Linked DNA regions of Sus scrofa: all the other regions are linked to region 2. Evidence: chromatin contacts called from public HiChIP or PLAC-seq data. All regions are on one chromosome and are shown on one strand. The core of a region is the stretch at or near the end of the contact, and the rest is flanking DNA. Distances in the headings are between cores, read along the strand shown.

Region 1 (2,774 bases), core at 8-2,507, 250 kb before region 2:
CTCCCCAGTTTTGCTGTGACTCCAGCAAAAGTGGCCAAGGATTTTTTGACACTCTTTTCTCCAAGTCCCTGCTGGCATGTGTTATGTATTGTCAGAATGTTTTCCAAAAGGGGATAATGACCTACCCGGGCCTGATACCCAGCCAGTCCTAACCTCTATGGTATATTAGAAATGCAGATCTCAGGTTCCATGTCAGCTTCCACTCGAGATCTACTGAATCAAAGTCTGCATTTTAACAAGATCCCTAGTGATATATATATGTACATTAAAATTTGAGAAGCACTGGTTTAGTCAATGAATAATAGACTATAGGCCAAACCCAGCCCACCCCATTTTGGCACAGCCCATGAGCTAAGAATGACTTTACATTTTAAATGGTTGAAAAAATTCTCAGAACAAGAATACTACTTTTTGACATGTGAAAATTATATGAAATTCATATTTCAATGTCCATAAACAAAGTTTGATTGTAACACATTTTTTATTACTTACTACCCGTGATTGCTTTTGTGCTACAGTGGCTGGCACACTCAAGTAGTTAGACTGTATGTCCTGCTATCTGGTGCTTTACAAAGTTTGTCAATCCTTTACAAAGTTTGTCAACTCTACCCCATGTAGGAAGAAGGGCACTGCCACTTGGGAAGACTAAGGAGAAAAGAGCATCCCTAGGGAGAGCCAGAGTACAGCTGAGGCCAAATGGCTACAGGAACTGACGGAAGGGGATTTACCCTGAAGACTTCCAGAGGGCGAGGGAACGGGGCTGAGTGTGTGGTACAGAAAGACAGAGGTGGTAAAAGAGGAGGCACAGAGCAATGAGAAGACTAAAGTGCAGGACAAAGATGACGTGGGGCAGGAGCTCCTCAAAGGGGTATGGGAAGGCTGGCCAAGGCCAAGGATGAAAGGTCAGGTGGAGTTCTCAGCCTCGAGTTTCCCCACCAAGCACAAATGCAGTTGTTTTGAGACAAGTTGAAGGGTCGGGTGTGTCCCAGTTGTTGAAATTGGCAGACTTCTCCTGAGGTTTCCAAACAGTGAGAGTGAAAAGGTATTCTCATCCTTAAGAAGAAATTGTAAGCATGTGTATAGGGATGAAAGTAACTAGCTCTCTACACCTTTATCGTGAGATGGAATCAGCTGCCTAAGTAAGGAGCTGGTTACCTATGCAGATTCCTTATCCCACAGGAAAGAGCCTCATACAGTGGGAATCTGTATTTTGAGAGATGACTCATGCTTTGAGAACTACTGTTTCAGTGAATGAAAGAACTCAGGCCTCTAGAAGGAGTCAGCCTGAATAGGTCATTCTTCTGAAAGTCCTCATTCATGTAGATGAGAGATTGTGTTCCGGTTTCTGATGGCATGTAAGACATCAGGAAGAGTCAGCAGCACTAGTGAGGAATTGGTAGGCTCTATCTGCTAATAATAAGAAGTGGGAGAAATGGGAGGAAAGCTGCAGGTGTCTGAGAAACCCAAGGAGAGGTTAGGAGAAGGCCTTGGGAGCTTGGGGACTTAAGCTAAGCATTCTAATCTAGAGGACACCACCAAGTGAGATTCAGAGCACACCCTGTCAGAGAGCAGAAATACCTGCCTCTCCCTAATGACATGAGGATCTCAAGAGATACTTGACAGGCAAGGGTGCTCAGGGCTACCAAAGGCAGGTGGCAGATCTAATATGCATCAGTGTTGCTTTCTGAACTTTTAAATATTTCACCCCTACTCTGCTGCTCCCGTGGTCTTTCATGACTGTACCCTGTATATTTATTTTCTCAGGTGCTACATGGGAGCTCAGTGCCAATTAAATTATGACAGTAGCCCCTAAGGAATCTCTAACATCAGGGTAGATATACAGAGGTAACTTATTTTTCACAAGTTACAAAAATAAAAATATAAAGTAATGTGAAGACAAAGCATTGTCTCAAACATCAGTAATTCAGTTTTCTAAAAAAGATGGGTAGGGAGAAGGAGAGGATGGGAAATTAGTGTTTTTTAAAATCTGCCTTGGTGCTGCTGTGCAAAAGCAGTCATCTCCTCTCTGTTTTTCTGTTTCTGTTCATTGAAAGAAACCATGCTGGAAACAACCATATTTGAGGTGCTGCATGAAACATCTGTCCTGTTTTGGCTTCTCATTGAGATGTTAGGTCGGCTTTTACAGGCAGCACCTTACTGCCTTGAGACGAAAAACATTCCCAGGCTCTTTAAGTTATTATGTACGGTTGCCATTAGAAACCAAGTGCACTTAAACAGACTCTCAGCCCACCCAGGAATATAGGTCTGACCCTTAAGGATAGTAAGTCAGGAAGTCAGATCCAAGAAAGGCTGACACTCCCTGCCCAGTTATTTTTAAACCCCAGAGGCTGTTTTGCATATGATATCACTTACATAACTTCTTTTTTGCAAGGACCCCTCTGCAGCCCCAACCCAGCCTCCACACCCATCCCGCCCCGTAGCATCACATAGTGACACATGTGCTGCTCCACCCAGCTGTGAATGTGCCAACAGTTTAAGGATGTGGACATTGAGTAAATAAACACACAAAAATGAAATTGGCTTTTGTGCAACCAGCTTTCAGGGTTACATTTTGTTCCTTTAGGTTTAAAATTTCAGTGCAATGGGATAGGAAAATTGCCCAAACTATATTGCAAAGCTGATAGGAATTTCCATCACTAGAAATAGTATTATGTTACTTTGGGATAAAAGATTTTTTATTTTATACTACAGCTTTCATGTAAGGATATGAATATTAATCTAGAACAGTCCAACTGATTTCTATATACTGGATT
Region 2 (3,035 bases), core at 117-2,616:
AGTAACCATCTGTGTGGTTTACATGTTTAAAGATAACAGCTTAAAGTTCCCACAAGCTGATTCAGTCATTCTCTACCAGAACTATTCTAAGAAAAGTTCTCACTTCATTCATTCATTCATTCCTTTGAATTTTCTGACTTCACTAAAGCATGATTGGGTTGTATAAGATTTTGACTGGAGACATAGAGTCTATTTTGTTGGACTAAAAGACAATAATGTGTTCCCATCATGGCTCAGCAGAAACAAATCCAACTAGGAACCATGAGTTTGCAGGTTCCATCCCCGGCCTCGCTCAGTGGGTAAGGATCCGGCGTTGCCCTGAGCTGTGGTGTAGGTCGCAGATGCAGCTCAGATCCTGTGTCACTGTGGCTGTGGTGTAGGCCGGCAGCTGCAGCTTCGATTTGACCCCTAGTCTGGGAACCTCCCTAAGCCACAGATGTGGCCCTTAAAAGCAAAAAAAAAAAATAAAGATTTTAAAAATTAAAAAAATAAAAGATAATAATGATTCCCAAAATACATCTTGGACCCTTTGCAGAACCTGGACCAGCTGGTAATTACTGTGTAGCAAACACCAATAGCTAGGTGGTTTTTTGTTTTTTGTTTTTTTAGTGATTTTTATTTTTTCCATTATATTTGGTTTACAGTGTTCTGTCAGTTTTCTGCTATACAGCAAAGTGACCCAGTCACACACAGACATATATATATATACATTGTTTTTCTCACAATAACAGCTAGATTTTTTTTTTGTTTTTTTTTTGGTTTTTGGTTTTTTTTTTGTTTTTTTGGTTTTTTTTGGTCCTTTTAGGGCCACCTCAAGGCATATGGAGGTTCCCAGGCTAGGGCTCTAATCAGAGCTGTTGCTGCTGGCCACAGCCACAGCCACAGCAATGCCAGATCCAAGCTGCATCTGTGACCTACACCACAGCTCAAGGCAATGACAGATCCTTAACCCACTGAGGGAAGCCAGAGAGATCGAACCCGCAACCTCATGGTTCCTAGTTGGATTTGTTTCCGATGCATCATGACAGGAACTCCCTAACAGCTAGCTCTTAATTGTTCACAAAGAGAATGTTATTAGTCACCACCAGGCCACTGGTTTCATTCTACCAATGCTGTCATAGAAGATGGCACTGAAGAAGGAAGTGGCACCCTCCACCTCTCCCTTCATTCTTCCACTCTGAACCAATACAAGATACTCATCTGGTCAGGGCATTCTCCCCTTGGCAGGATGTGGCTAGTGCCAGATACAGAATTAATGATTATGTTCCCCTAGGCCTCCTGCCAAGGTTCTTGTTCAGGGAGGGTAAAGACGACAGGTCTCAGGACATCATCCAAAGAGGATGGAAGTGAAATGTCAAACCGTGGCAGCCCTGGAGAGTGAAGACAATTTACAGTGCCACCCCCCACCCACTGCTGTCTGTCAGAAGAGAGCCTCCTCTCCCCAGACTATTACATCATAAGGAAGGACTTTTTTCTTGGCTCAGTTACTTGTGAAACTCAGAGAGGAGCAGTAAACTTTGTCACAATTGGCTCAACTGCTTTATCTCACTTTAAGGAAGAAAGGTAACATTCTAGGAAGCAAAAGATTTTGTGACAGATCTCCTTGACCTGCACACAATAAACTCAGAAACACCACATTAATTAAACCAAAATACATTCAATATCTAGCCTAAACCTAGTTTGTTTGTTTGTCTTAAAATCTTTTTCAGGACTGCACCCACAGCATATGGATATTCCCAGGTAGGGGTCAAATCAGAGCTACAGCTGCCGGCCTACACCAGAGCCACAGCAACGCCAGATCTGAGCTGTGTCTGTGACCTACACCACAGCTCACGGCAACGCCGGATCCTTAACCCACTGAGTGAGGCCAGGGATCGAACCCACAGCCTCATGGTTCCTAGTCGGATTTGTTTCTGCTGTGCCACGACAGGAACTCTTAGCCTAAACCTAGTTTGCCTGTAACTTCTCTTTTCCAAAGGACGATAATTTGAGGAATAGTAATGATTGCTTAGATTGTTATGAAATAATAACAGATTAATAATTATTATGTAACAGTTTATGTTTTTATTTATTACTCTGTTATTATTACATAATAATCTATGGAATCATCCCCATATATAGACCATTTCTCTGCTTTCCTTTTCCATCATCCTGTCAAGGTAAGAGAATGACAAAAGCTTACAAAAGCTGTCACCCAGATTCCACAAAACTAGCTAAAATAGAGAATGATGACAGAAAAAGACAAAGTAGCAAACGATAGCTGAACTCTTTTTTTTTTCTTTTTTGTCTGCCCCATGGCATATAGAGTTCTTGGGCCAGGGATCAGATCCAATCCGCAGTTGTGACCTATGCCACAGCTGTGGCAATGCCAGATCTTTTAACCCACTGTGATGGGCTGACAATAGAACCCGCATCCTGGTGCTGCAGAGATACCACCAATCCCATTGTGCTGCAGTGGGAACTCAGGTGAATTCTTGTTCTTCATGTTTCTATGAAAGACTTTAGATTGAAGAACTCAAGCTCTAATAGTTGGAAAATAATAACAATATCAGTTATTTCTTGGACCCACTACTATGTGCCAGCCACTGCTCTATGCAATTTACAGATATTTGTCTTATTTAGCCTTCAAAACAATGCTATGAAATCGGGAATATTAGTGTCCCCTCCTAGTGCTAATAGATACCTTTAATCAATAGAATGAAACATTCATTATAAACACTAGAAAATGAAATTATCATTAATGAATACCTGAAAAGCTCAAAAAAGTCTATTAGAATTACTCAGGAAATTAGGAAGCTTACCTAAATAGGCCAAAAATCAGTGGCTTTTTTTTTCTTTTAAAAATTTTAATTAAAGTATAGTTAATTTACAATGTTCCTTCAATTTCTGTTGTACAGCAAAGTGACCCATTCACACACCATTCCCTGTGCTGTACCAAGGATCCCATTGCCCATCCATCCCAAATATAAGAATTTGTATCCAGGAGTTCCCGTCATGGTTAACGAATCTGACTAGGAACCATGAAGTTGCAGGTT
Region 3 (2,807 bases), core at 149-2,648, 230 kb before region 2:
TGTATCCAGATTTGTATCCCCTATTTTATGGACTATGTTTGCACATTTTTTGCTTTGGCTATTAGTCTTTTTTATTGATTTGTAGGAGCTTTTTACATATAAAGAAAATTAGTCATTGTCTATGAAATGAGTTCCAAATATTTCCCCCTCTTATAATTGTCTTTTGACTTTGTTTATGATGGGCTTTTCCACTGCAGAAGAGCATTCCTTTATTCACTCTGAAGCATCTCATTTAATTGGGAGGAGGAGCTCTTTAAACAAGCCAGACTTCACTACACATGTAGGAAAGGAGTATGAACTTGAGAGAACTTCACCCTCGAAGGTTTCTTCTCCTGTTTGATTCCATCCTTAATTACTCCCTACTAATGATATTGTCAGAGAACTCACCTCATTGAGTAAAATTAAGATTACTAACCATGACTTCCAGCAGTAGCAGAGTTTTGCAAAGGAAGCCAAATTTTCTGCCCTTTGGCCTCCCAGCTAAATCAGAGAGGAAAGTAATGTTCTGAAAATCCCCAGAGAACAATGTTGACACATCAGCTTTCATTCTTTCTGAACTTACTTCCTCCATACAATTCAATTATAAAAGACTTTCCTAAGTAGATATTCAATGAATGAGACTAGGCTGAGGAAGAATGGGCCTGTGGATAGGTTATCAGATGGACAAGGAAAGAAAATAAAGAAAAGGAGTAAATGAGTAACAGGAGACATTGCATTGTAAGTGAGGGGAATTTCATAAGAGCAATGAAATTGCTGTCACAGGCAGGCAAACGGATTTCCCCACGCAAGGGAGGAAGGCCAAACATCAGTCTCAGCAGTGAATTTCAGGACCCCAGAGACTGTAACAATAGGGGTGGGGCAGAGGGAGGAGTGATGCCCCTTTCAAAGGCCTAGGAAGGAATGTAAGTTGCATTTCTTTAATATCACCAAGCACATGTGCTGAGGCAGCTTTGGAGAAAATTCTGGTTCCTTCTGCTTTCTCAGCCTGATCCATGGCAGTTACTGAAAACCCTTAACCTTCCATCCTAGCTGGTCAGCATTTGAGTGAATTCTGACTGCCTTGCAGGACATTTCCCCACCCCATTGATGAATGAGTAGTCTAGAACTCTGGAATTGTACTTCTGTCTCTCTCTATGCTTTTCCCTTCCTCCAAGCTTCCCTTTTCTTGCCACTTTACAGCGCAATGCTGTGAAGCACCTGGCAGGGCAGCCCTTCCCAGGCCTGGGCTTCTGCCTGGCTTCCTGACTCCCATTCCAATGCTTGTTCTCCCTGGAGCATTGCCCTGAACTTCAGCCTCTTTGGCAAGGACACTGACAGAAGCTGGCCCCTAGCCACCATCCTGTTCCTCTCAGCAACCAGCCAGCATCATGTTTCAACCCGGACAGCCCTCCCCATGACCCTCTACTACTCGCCTCTACCTAACTACTGACTGGACAAGTGTTTCCACGATCTAGTGCTCACTATTGTCCCTGCTGTGCTCCCCTCCCTCCACTAGATGGGACCCCATGGACATCTGTACCAGCCAGGACAAGCCCAGATTTACCACAGACAAACACCAACTTAACCTGCTTTGTACAATAAGCACATTTATTAACTTATGTAACAAGAAGTCCCAAGATGGGAAGATTCCAGGCCTGGCTAATTCCATGGCTCAAGGTGTCATGGCTTAAGGACCCAGAATCTCTCTTCTGCTCAGCCATCCCCACCATGTTGCATGCTCTTTTCACAAGATGGGCATTGTAGCTCTGAGCAGTCAGTGGTGGGCTGGAATCAGCAACCTCAGGCTCCTCAGAGCCACTTGCTAAATTTGCCAGCCAGTTGTTGAGCTCTTGGTAGCTTAAAATAAGCCATTGTGAGAGAATTTATACCACGGAAATGAAAATAGGCAAATGCCACAAATCAGGGCCATTTGTTTTTGGAGAGTGAATTAATGCAGGTTAACATTGCATCATATCCTCACACAATAATATCTAGAGACAGGAGTTCCCATCGTAGCTCAGTGGTTAACGAATCCAACTAGGAACCATGAGGTTGCGGGTTCGATCCCTGGCCTCACTCAGTGGGTTAAGGATCCCGCGTTGCCATGAGCTGTGGTGTAGGTTGCAGACGTGGCTCCGATCATAGGCTGGCGACTACAGCTCTAATTGGACCCCTAGCCTGGGAACCTCCATATGCCGCTGGAGCAGCCCAAGAAATGGCAAAAAAGACCAAAAAAAAAAAAAAAATCTAGAGACAAAAATGGTCTAATTCAGCAAAATATCTTTTCTTTCTTTCTTTCTTTTTTTTGCTTTTTAGGGCCATACCCACAGCATATGGAGATTCCCAGGCTAAAGGTCGACTCAGAGCTACAGCTGATGGCCTATTCCACAGCCACAGCCACAGCAACATGGGATCCAAGCCTTGTCTGCGACCTACACCACAGCTCACGGCAATGCAGGATCCTTAACGCACTGAGCGAGGCCAGGGATCAAACCTGCATTCTCATGGATACTAGTCAGATTCATTTCCACTGTGCCGCAATGGAAACTCCCAAAATATCTTTACTGAAGAGAAAAGAAACCTTACAGAAGATCTCCCCACTCCCATCTGCTTGGCCTGATTGTGTCGTGTGCCCATATTTCAACCAAAGATTGACAAATGTAGGGTTATGATGACTCCTCTGAAGCATACTGAGCAACTGATACCTGAAAATCAGGGTTCTCTTAGCTAGAAACAAGGTGGGGAATGGCCTTTGGATGAGCAAACAGAAGGGTTTGTCACACACACACACACACACACACACACACACACACACACACACACACACA

What was found. HiChIP or PLAC-seq counts read pairs in DNA pulled down with a chosen protein or histone mark.
Region 1: a contact with region 2 is called in an H3K27ac HiChIP or PLAC-seq map of alveolar macrophages. The contact joins two enhancer-like sites. A contact is called at or near these places in 2 of 2 datasets of contacts at active chromatin or transcription factors (alveolar macrophages and skeletal muscle).
Region 3: an H3K27ac HiChIP or PLAC-seq map of alveolar macrophages shows a contact between it and region 2. The contact joins two enhancer-like sites. A contact is called at or near these places in 1 of 5 promoter capture datasets (liver), 1 of 47 Hi-C or Micro-C datasets (heart right ventricle) and 1 of 2 datasets of contacts at active chromatin or transcription factors (alveolar macrophages).

The regions. Positions count from the first base shown.
Region 1 is chr5:32,719,379-32,722,152 of Sscrofa11.1, forward strand. All of the region lies in intron 2 of LOC102164628 (a long non-coding RNA gene), which reads left to right. Among named protein-coding and RNA genes, the nearest start is that of MDM1, 47 kb to the left of the region's middle. Within about 2 kb of position 1,258, at least 2 of the 83 cell types and tissues checked have an H3K27ac peak or open chromatin away from gene starts, as enhancers often do. A contact at or near this core is called in alveolar macrophages, where this site is marked.
Region 2 is chr5:32,970,320-32,973,354 of Sscrofa11.1, forward strand. No RefSeq gene overlaps it. Among named protein-coding and RNA genes, the nearest start is that of NUP107, 18 kb to the right of the region's middle. Within about 2 kb of position 1,367, at least 6 of the 83 cell types and tissues checked have an H3K27ac peak or open chromatin away from gene starts, as enhancers often do. A contact at or near this core is called in alveolar macrophages, where this site is marked.
Region 3 is chr5:32,743,078-32,745,884 of Sscrofa11.1, forward strand. No RefSeq gene overlaps it. Among named protein-coding and RNA genes, the nearest start is that of MDM1, 71 kb to the left of the region's middle. Within about 2 kb of position 1,399, at least 30 of the 83 cell types and tissues checked have an H3K27ac peak or open chromatin away from gene starts, as enhancers often do. A contact at or near this core is called in alveolar macrophages, where this site is marked.